Regions from separate parts of the Mus musculus genome. Here region 2 is linked to region 1. The links are chromatin contacts, called in public promoter capture Hi-C maps. All regions are on one chromosome and are shown on one strand. Each heading gives the region's core, a stretch centred on a gene start, on an enhancer-like site or on the middle of the called end of the contact. The rest is flanking DNA. Distances are from core to core; before and after follow the strand shown.

Region 1 (4,030 bases), core at 753-3,252:
TTGTGGTGACCCCAACCATAAAATTATTTTCATTGCTACTTCCTAGCTGAGATTTTACTACTGTTATGGGTTATAGTGTAAATATGTTTTCCAGTGGTCTTAGCCCCCGTGAAAGGGTTGTTCAACCCCCTAAGGGGTTGTGACACACAGGATGAAAACCACTGGTCTAGGGCCACCAATTCTATTGTATTAGGATCCCAACCATATGACCCCATTTAACCTTAGCTTGTAAAAGCCTTATGTATTTATTTGGGAAGTTAATACCTTAACACATGGAAGTGAGCAGGCAAGATTCAGTTTTAGTATCTTGATAATCTTTTTGACTAATTCAAAATCTACAGGGAACTGTGTTATAACTTCGTAATGCCTCCAGACTCCTTCATTGTATAAAAGAACAAATCTGCTAGAAGTGTAACAAAACAAATTTTTGCTTATTTTGCTTATTTCCTGTTGTCAGTTCACTGCCTAGCACAGCAAATCTAAATGAATGTTTATTTGTTCAATAGAATTATTAAGTAAATAAGTGTATGATGTTCCAGATACAATTATTTTAAAATTGTAACTCAGAACTGACCTTAAATTTGTGATTCTCCTGCCTTGGCCTCCTAAGTTCTGGAATGAGAAGGATGTGCCGCCACGCATACCTCTTCTCTCTTTTTAAATGGACAGATAGGCTACCTTTAATCAAAAAGCTTATCTAACCATGCCTTTTTAGAGCCCGTGAACACTCGGTGCTAGTACAGAGTCTCTCACTGTTGTCCCTCCTGGTGACTGATACACAGAGGCCTGAACGTCTCTTGAACCTCATTCTGGTGCTGTGATCTTGCGTGACTACTGTTGAGATGCGTGTTTTGGATATTCTGACAGCAGTGTTCATTTGGACGGAGGAGGCTGTGGGCTGTCTGTGGAGCAGAGTGAGCACTGAGAGGCCTGGGCAGTGTGCTGTGTGGCAGTCAGCTCTGTAGCATGGTGATTGCCATCTGTTCTGGACGCGTGATAGAAATGCATAGTGTAAAACATCGATAGGCTGTAACCCTTCTACTTACCAGGAAAGAACATTTTTTAAAAACTGATGGGTAATGTTAACATGACTAGACGTATATATATAGTGTGAGAGATGTCACAGTTGTGAAAGGGACAGCTGACCATAACCCTTAGAGGCCTGGAGAACATAGGTTTGTACTTACCAGAGAAGGGAGAAAGTGGCTTGGGTCTGGCTGTACGAGGCAACACTAATACTTATTTATTCATTTATTCATCTGTCTGTCTATCTGATTTTTGGAAACAGGGTTTCTCTATGTAGCTCTGGCTAAACTGGACTTGCTCTGTAGACCAGGCTGGACTCAGAGATTTGAGTGCCTCTGCCTCCTGCATGTGCCACTACTGCCACAGCACTAACATTTTAAGCTATGAGTTTGTAGCTTGTGATATTTCTAGTTGTCTTTAAGAAAATTTAATCCCAGGCAGAGTCAAAAAGCCTCTGTAATCGCTGTCTAAATGAGAACCTTAAACTCTCTTCTGGCCTATGAGAGGAAAGCCCTGGAGTCTAGACTGTTGCTGGCAGGAAAGCCTGAGGTCTTCTGTGCTCGCTATGAAGATTGCCGACAGGTGGCACAGGTGACCGGGGTACTGGGTCTGCAGGACAGATGGGCCACCGTGAGGAGCTCAGCACTGAAATGGGGGTGCCTCAGGGAATGCGATTGAGAAAAGCAAGAGCTGACATGGAAAACCAGCCAGGGGCTTGTTAGCTGGGTGAGAGGATGATTATGGCTGTTGTTTCTCGGTGAATAGATTAGAAATGATCTTTTAAATCAGCCCCTTACTGCTAAATTTGTTGACACTATCCAGACTTCAGGCTCCTAGATTCGGAGACAGTGGTCACTGCTTCCCGGAGTGTCTCTAACTGCTGTGACATCAACTCTTGCAGCTGTCCTGGTCTCTGCATAGTCTCACTTTGGGGTTTTTTGTTTCTTCTTTTCTAATTCCTCCAGTATTGACGTTCCACTGAAATCTGTTCTAGGCTCTGCTCTCTCTCATCCTCACAGTCTTACTGGGTGACCTCATTCACTCTGCTCGTGTTAGTGATGTTATGAAATGTTGTAATGTTTCATAACATTATTAGCATCTGTGTGCTAATGATTGCCACATTTTTATCCCCGGCCAAGGTCTATCTCCCAGCACCCGTCTCCATACCGAACAAATACCCCACTCTACTACAGATATGGCATCGGCACCCCTGTCTCAAGTAGAACTTCCTGAGTGGTTCTTCTTATGCTCCCACACAATGGCAGCACTTTTGTCTTGTCCTCTCCTGTGATGTGATAAATGTGTCTGTGTCATCGTCATTCAGATCACAGCACAAGATTCCTTTATTATTCAGAAAGTCCCCTCATCCTCTGCCAGGCACTCTGATATGGTGTTCCAGCTCCTGGCTGAGCTAGTTGTTTGCCAGGTTTTCCAGGTCTTCAGCTCGCTCTCTCTCTCTCTCTCTCTCTCTCTCTCCCTCTCTCTCTCTCTCTCTCTCTCTCTCTGTATATGTGTGTGTGTGCGCGCGCTGCCTGCCACCATGCTTCCTCTACTTACTATGGACTCACCCTCTGGAAGGGTAAGGCAAAATAAACCCTTCCCTCCTGTAGTTGCCTTTGGGCATGGCATTTCATCTCAGCTACAGAAAAGTAGCTAGTACAACCTTTGACAGGATTAGTAGCCAGAACATACAAAGAAGGTAAACAACTAACATGGAATCAAAACAACCCAGGTAATAAATGGGCTAATGAAACACCTTTTGAGACAATTCTCAAAAGATGAAATACAATTGGCCAGTAAACCTAAGGAAAAAAGGTTCAACTTCACTAGAATACAAATCAGAACCACCAAAATTCCATGCTAGCTGAGTCATTGAGATAGTCATCGAGAAAACAGTTAACAATGTGTTGGCAAGGATGCCAGCAAAAGAGAAACCCACACACTGCTGGCAGAAGTGTGCTAGTCCAGCACTATGGAAGGCACTATAAGTAGATCTTCCATATGACACAGATAAACCACTTATGGGCATCTAGCCAAAGGTCCAAGCCGGGATATCCAGAGATCACTGTTGCACAGGCCTGCAGTTCTGTTCACAGTAGCTAAGTAGTGGAGCCAGCCTGCGTGCTCAACAATGGAGGGATGGATTAAGAAAATATATGTGTACAATTTAATTGATTTTGATCATAAAGAGGAAAATGGAATCAATGGAAGAGAATCGTATTAAGCCTGTTTAAGCCAATCCCATAACGATGAAATATATGCTTTCTAGATTTTATATAGAAACATAAAAGCATGTTGATATATATGATGTGAAATAGGAGATGAGCTGTCTGGGGTCAGGGTAGTAGTGACAGGGAGGAGACTGATGCTCAGGGTCTTAGTTTGGGTTATTGCTTTGATGAAACACCATGGAAAGGGTTTATTTGGCTTACACTTCTTCATCATGGTCCACTATTGGAGGAAGTCAGGGCAGTAACTTAGTGCCAGGAGCTGATGCAGAGGCCATGGAAGGATGCTGCTTACTGGCTTGCTCCTCATGGCTTTCTTAGCCTGCTTTTTTATAACACCCAGGACCACCAGCTCAGGGATGGCACCACCCACAAAGGGCTGGGCCCTCTTCCATCAGTCATTAAGAAAATGCCCTATAGCTGTATCTTAGGGAGGCATTTTCTCAATTGAAGTTCCTTCCTTTCAGATAAGTCTAGCTTGTATCAAGTTGACAAAACTAGCCAGCACACTCAGACATGCAGGCACACATCTGCAATCGGAACACATGTAATCCCAGGTAGAATCATGAGTCTTGAACCAGCCTGGGCTACTTATGTACATCAACATTTTGCATCTTGAATATATTTTCCTAAATGTTAATTTAGAAGCTTTATAGTTTTCATTTTTATGTTCAGGTTTCTAAACAATGACATTTTTAGCATGGAATGAGAGAGGAAATTTTTTTTCTATAGATTAGGTTATTTCAGGGCCATTTACTAACAAGGGTTTTCTTTTT
Region 2 (4,030 bases), core at 879-3,378, 940 kb before region 1:
CTCATAATTTGAAAAAAATAGTTGGGTCTCATTTGTGCTTTTATCATGAAATTGTGTTTTACTTACAGTGCTTATGAAGTATGTGGATTTTAAATTCTTCTGGGTACAGTGGAACAGATTGTAGCAGACAAAGACTCCTGCTGAGAATAACTAGAAGAGCCTTATTTAAAAAAAAAAAAAGAAAAAGAAAATCCACATGAGAGCACTGTAAGGTTGCCAAGGCAGCCAGAGCTTCAGATTTGGATTCTTGGTGAGGGGAGGAAGCAGCTAGTGAGAAGCAGAGAGTCAGCTGTGCTCTCCTCGTGGGCCTGAGGAGATAGAAAAGTGTAGCTCAGGGCGCCAGGCAGCCAGACTCGAGAGGCCAGGACCCTAGTAAGGAGGAGCATGGCCCCACCTCCTGACCCTTGGAGCATCTGCTGGTTAAAGTGGGTAGGGTAAAAAGGCTGGGGAGCCTCACAGAAGCCTTGGAGAAACAGGCGGCCTTAGCGTTCCTTCAGGGTAGAGGAAGAAAATGCCCGGGAGCTCCTGAGGAAGACAGGCCTGATGAATGCTGGGATCTTCGTTGGACCCCTGTGGGGTGTGCACAAGGGCAGAGTCAAGTTTACAGTCTGGAAACTGCAGGCAGTTTGGAGTCTGTTCATGTTCTCTTTAGGTTGTGGGGTGATTTACGTTCATTCTGACTGCTGTTAGGGAACATGGCGAGCCTCAGCAGGGAGATGATGTCATCCAGAGCTGCTGTGAGGTAGGTGTGTATTAATCATGCTGATTTGGATGGCATTGCTTTCTTGGTGTCCTCCACCCCCTCTGGCTCTTACATTCCTTCCTTCTGTCTCTTCTTCTTAGGGTTCCCTGAGCCCTGAGGGAGGGATTTGATGGAGCCTTGCTGTTTAGGGCTGAGTATTCCAGGCTCTCTTATTCTCTGCATAATGTCTGGTCATGGTCTCTGTGTTTGGCCCATTTGCTGCAGGAGGGAGCCTTTTTGCTGATGGCTGAGCAAGGCAGTAGTGTTTGATTTTACCCTAGGTCGTGGGCTATAATAATTTCCTATGTCCTTTGTCTGTTAGAGGTGTGTGTGTGTGTGTGTGTGTGTGTGTGTGTGTATTTTAGTATGTGAGAGCACAGAATCTGATTTCCAGGGTTTCAATCATGTTTTTCATACACTACTGGGACACAGGCAAATTATACTCTCTGTACCTCAGTTTCCTTCTTTGGAAAATGGTGATAAAGGCGCATTACAGAGACATTATGATGAGTGAGTTAGGCATGGGCCTGGCATATCCTATATTTGGCTCCTATTAAAGGATGGTTTATTTTAACCTGGTAAGGGTGGACGGTTGAGAGCATTTCAGGCATAGATGTGGGACAGAATGTGGTTTAGCCAGGAGCCATAAACTGTAAGGAAGGAGTGAGGTGATGTAAAACTGCGGAGGTGGCAGAGACTGTGCCCCGTGACTGACTCTTACACTGTATTGAAATATAAGTGGTGTGGAACCAGCTCTGGTAGTTAGAGACAATTATCCCTTATGTTTGAAGAGAGTGCAACACTCTCTAGTTAAACATTTTGTGGTAGATATTAATTTAGCCATGTATTTGAATGGTGGTAAATAACTCACCAAACACGTTTACAGCTTACAACCTTTTAGAATCATCGTTTTATGTCATGTCTGTAGTTTTGAGATGTGGTTGTAATATTGTAAAATTACAAATGACAAATTACAAGGACAAATGGCTAGTCAGAATATTCACATTAAGACATAATAGGTTTTAAGACTCAAGAAATCCAAAATTCTCCTTGAACTAGTGTTAACTAGTAAGCTGGATTGTTTTTTCAATGCCCCAAAAGCAGAGAAGAAATCATTGCTAGAGCATTGCAATGCATGTTAGAGCACTGGTTTAATGCAAAGACTAAATTTTTCAAAACTACTAAGTATCTGGATTTCTGTAACTAATTTCTACCACCAAATAGGGAGTTAGAGATAGTGTTAAAAAAAAAAAAGAAATCCAAAATTCTCTTTTGTTCTGCTACCTTCATAAGAAATTAAACTTTGTGAGAGGGGACACTCAGGCATGTTCAGGGACTAGCGGACAGTTGACTTTGGCCTTTGGAATTGGTAAGCTAGCATCTTCCAGTAGAGTAGAGTAGGGTTCTTTTTTTCTAATACTGCATTGAAGGAATAGAGAGATGGTTCCATGGTTAAGAGCACTGGTCTCTTACAGAGGATTCAGGTTCACTTCTGAGCACCCACATGGCGGCTCACTATTGTCTGTGATTCCCATTTCAGAGGATCCAGTGTCCTCTTCTGGCCTCCACAAGCAGATGCATGGTGCACAGATAGACGTGCAAACAGAACATCCATGCACAGTAAATAAAAATAAAAAAGTCTACATTGAATGTGGGTGTTTGGGGCAAGTAGCAGAATGCCTGGTAGTTCATTAACTAATCACTGGTCACCCTGCCCAGAGAATCCATTTTAAGAAGGACCTTTAAGGATGTTTTTCTGTTCTTAGAATGTACATTGGACTAAAGACCTGTGCTTAGGTTACTGACCACAGGTGTGTATCTTTCTTAAGGCACCTTCCTTGTTCCTTGGGAGTTTCTCTTCCTGATATGCAGAGTCAGAGGGCAGGCATCAGGAAATTCTGTCAGCCTGGATTCCTCTATGAATGGGGATATTCTGTGCTCTCATGCATCCAGAGCCACGTCTAGCACTTTCTGCAAGGGAGGGAAGTGTGAGCATTTCTTGTGTTACTAAGACATTTGGGAATCATTGAACAGTTGGTTGATGTTTTCCTAGATAGGCACTTTTAACCAACGAAGCTACAAGGCCCCATGGGATTGGTAGATTTTTTTTTTCTTTAAACTAACTGCTCTGAACAAGGAAGGGCTGTGTTGCTTTTCCTGTTGGCCTGGACATCTTGTTCCTCTGCTTATGATAGCGTTGCTGGCATTTCAACCTCAAGTTCCTCTTTTGGGGTAGAGGAAGCTGACATATAATCCTAAGAAGGTTAGGGAAGTGAGGGAAAATTAAGTAAAATCCCACATCAGCAGATACAAACTATCTTACAAATCATGGAGCCAAATGGTTCTACCCACTGATAATGTTAAGTGTCTGCTACACTATTCAGCTGTGAAAGATTGATTTGAAAGAGGAGCTTTTGGGCCAACAAGAGGGCTCAGCAGGCCAGATGCATACTGTGAGCCCTGGCCACCTGAGTTCAACGCCCGTGGCCCTTGTGGAGGAAAGAGTGCTGACTGCCCAGGCTGTTCGTTAACCTCGATGCACACAGTGGCAAGCACCCACCTCCTGTCAGCTAATAAACATACGGTCAGAAGTGGGAAGGGGAGCTTTCATTTCTGGCCTTTGCTTGGTCTGTTTTCTTCACACTCATCCAGGCAGATTGAAGTGCCGCACTTCAGAGTTTCAGAACTGTGACTTTGATGTTATAACTATGCTAAGCCAAATAGCATTTTACCTGTAAGATTGAACTGTAGTGGAATTTTACAGACTTCAGAAGAATATAGACTAGGAAATAAGAGTGAATTAAAAGTTGATGCTGAGCTGGGCATGGTGGCGCACGCCTTTGATCCCAGCACTCGGGAGGCAGAGGCAGAGACAGGCGGATTTCTGAGTTCAAGGTCAGCCTGGTCTACAGAGTGAGTTCCAGGACAGCCAGGGCTACACAACGAAACCCTGTCTCGAAAAACCAAAACCAAAACCAACCAAACAAAAAAAGTTGATGCTGAATCAACTATAGATGTGCTTATTGCTGTCATTTCTCAGATACAAACTGAGACAAAGAATTTTTAAAGCTAGGCATTTAGTAGTGCATATTTGTAATATCAGCATTCAGAAGTCTGAGGCAGGAAGATCTTGAGGTTAGCTTGTGCTGCACAATGTGTGTGCACGTGTGCATGTGCATCTGTGTGTCTGTTGTCTGTGTCTGTCTGTCTGTACCCAATCACCACCCACACGCAATAGGAGCACTTACAGGACTCAGCAGATAGTTGAACTCATAGCTGTGATCTAGG

The links. Capture Hi-C pulls out chosen DNA fragments and counts their contacts.
Region 2: a promoter capture Hi-C map of adipose tissue shows a contact between it and region 1. The contact joins two enhancer-like sites. A contact is called at or near these places in 1 of 115 datasets of contacts at active chromatin or transcription factors (pancreatic cancer cells) and 1 of 9 other capture datasets (adipose tissue).

What each region holds. Positions count from the first base shown.
Region 1 is chr7:99,023,058-99,027,087 of GRCm38.p6, reverse strand. The region is part of intron 6 of Uvrag (UV radiation resistance associated gene); the gene reads left to right. Among named protein-coding and RNA genes, the nearest start is that of Uvrag, 120 kb to the left of the region's middle. Within about 2 kb of position 2,002, at least 48 of the 459 cell types and tissues checked have an H3K27ac peak or open chromatin away from gene starts, as enhancers often do. A contact at or near this core is called in adipose tissue, where this site is marked.
Region 2 is chr7:99,961,954-99,965,983 of GRCm38.p6, reverse strand. All of the region lies in intron 1 of Rnf169 (ring finger protein 169), which reads left to right. Among named protein-coding and RNA genes, the nearest start is that of Rnf169, 16 kb to the left of the region's middle. Within about 2 kb of position 2,128, at least 107 of the 459 cell types and tissues checked have an H3K27ac peak or open chromatin away from gene starts, as enhancers often do. A contact at or near this core is called in adipose tissue, where this site is marked.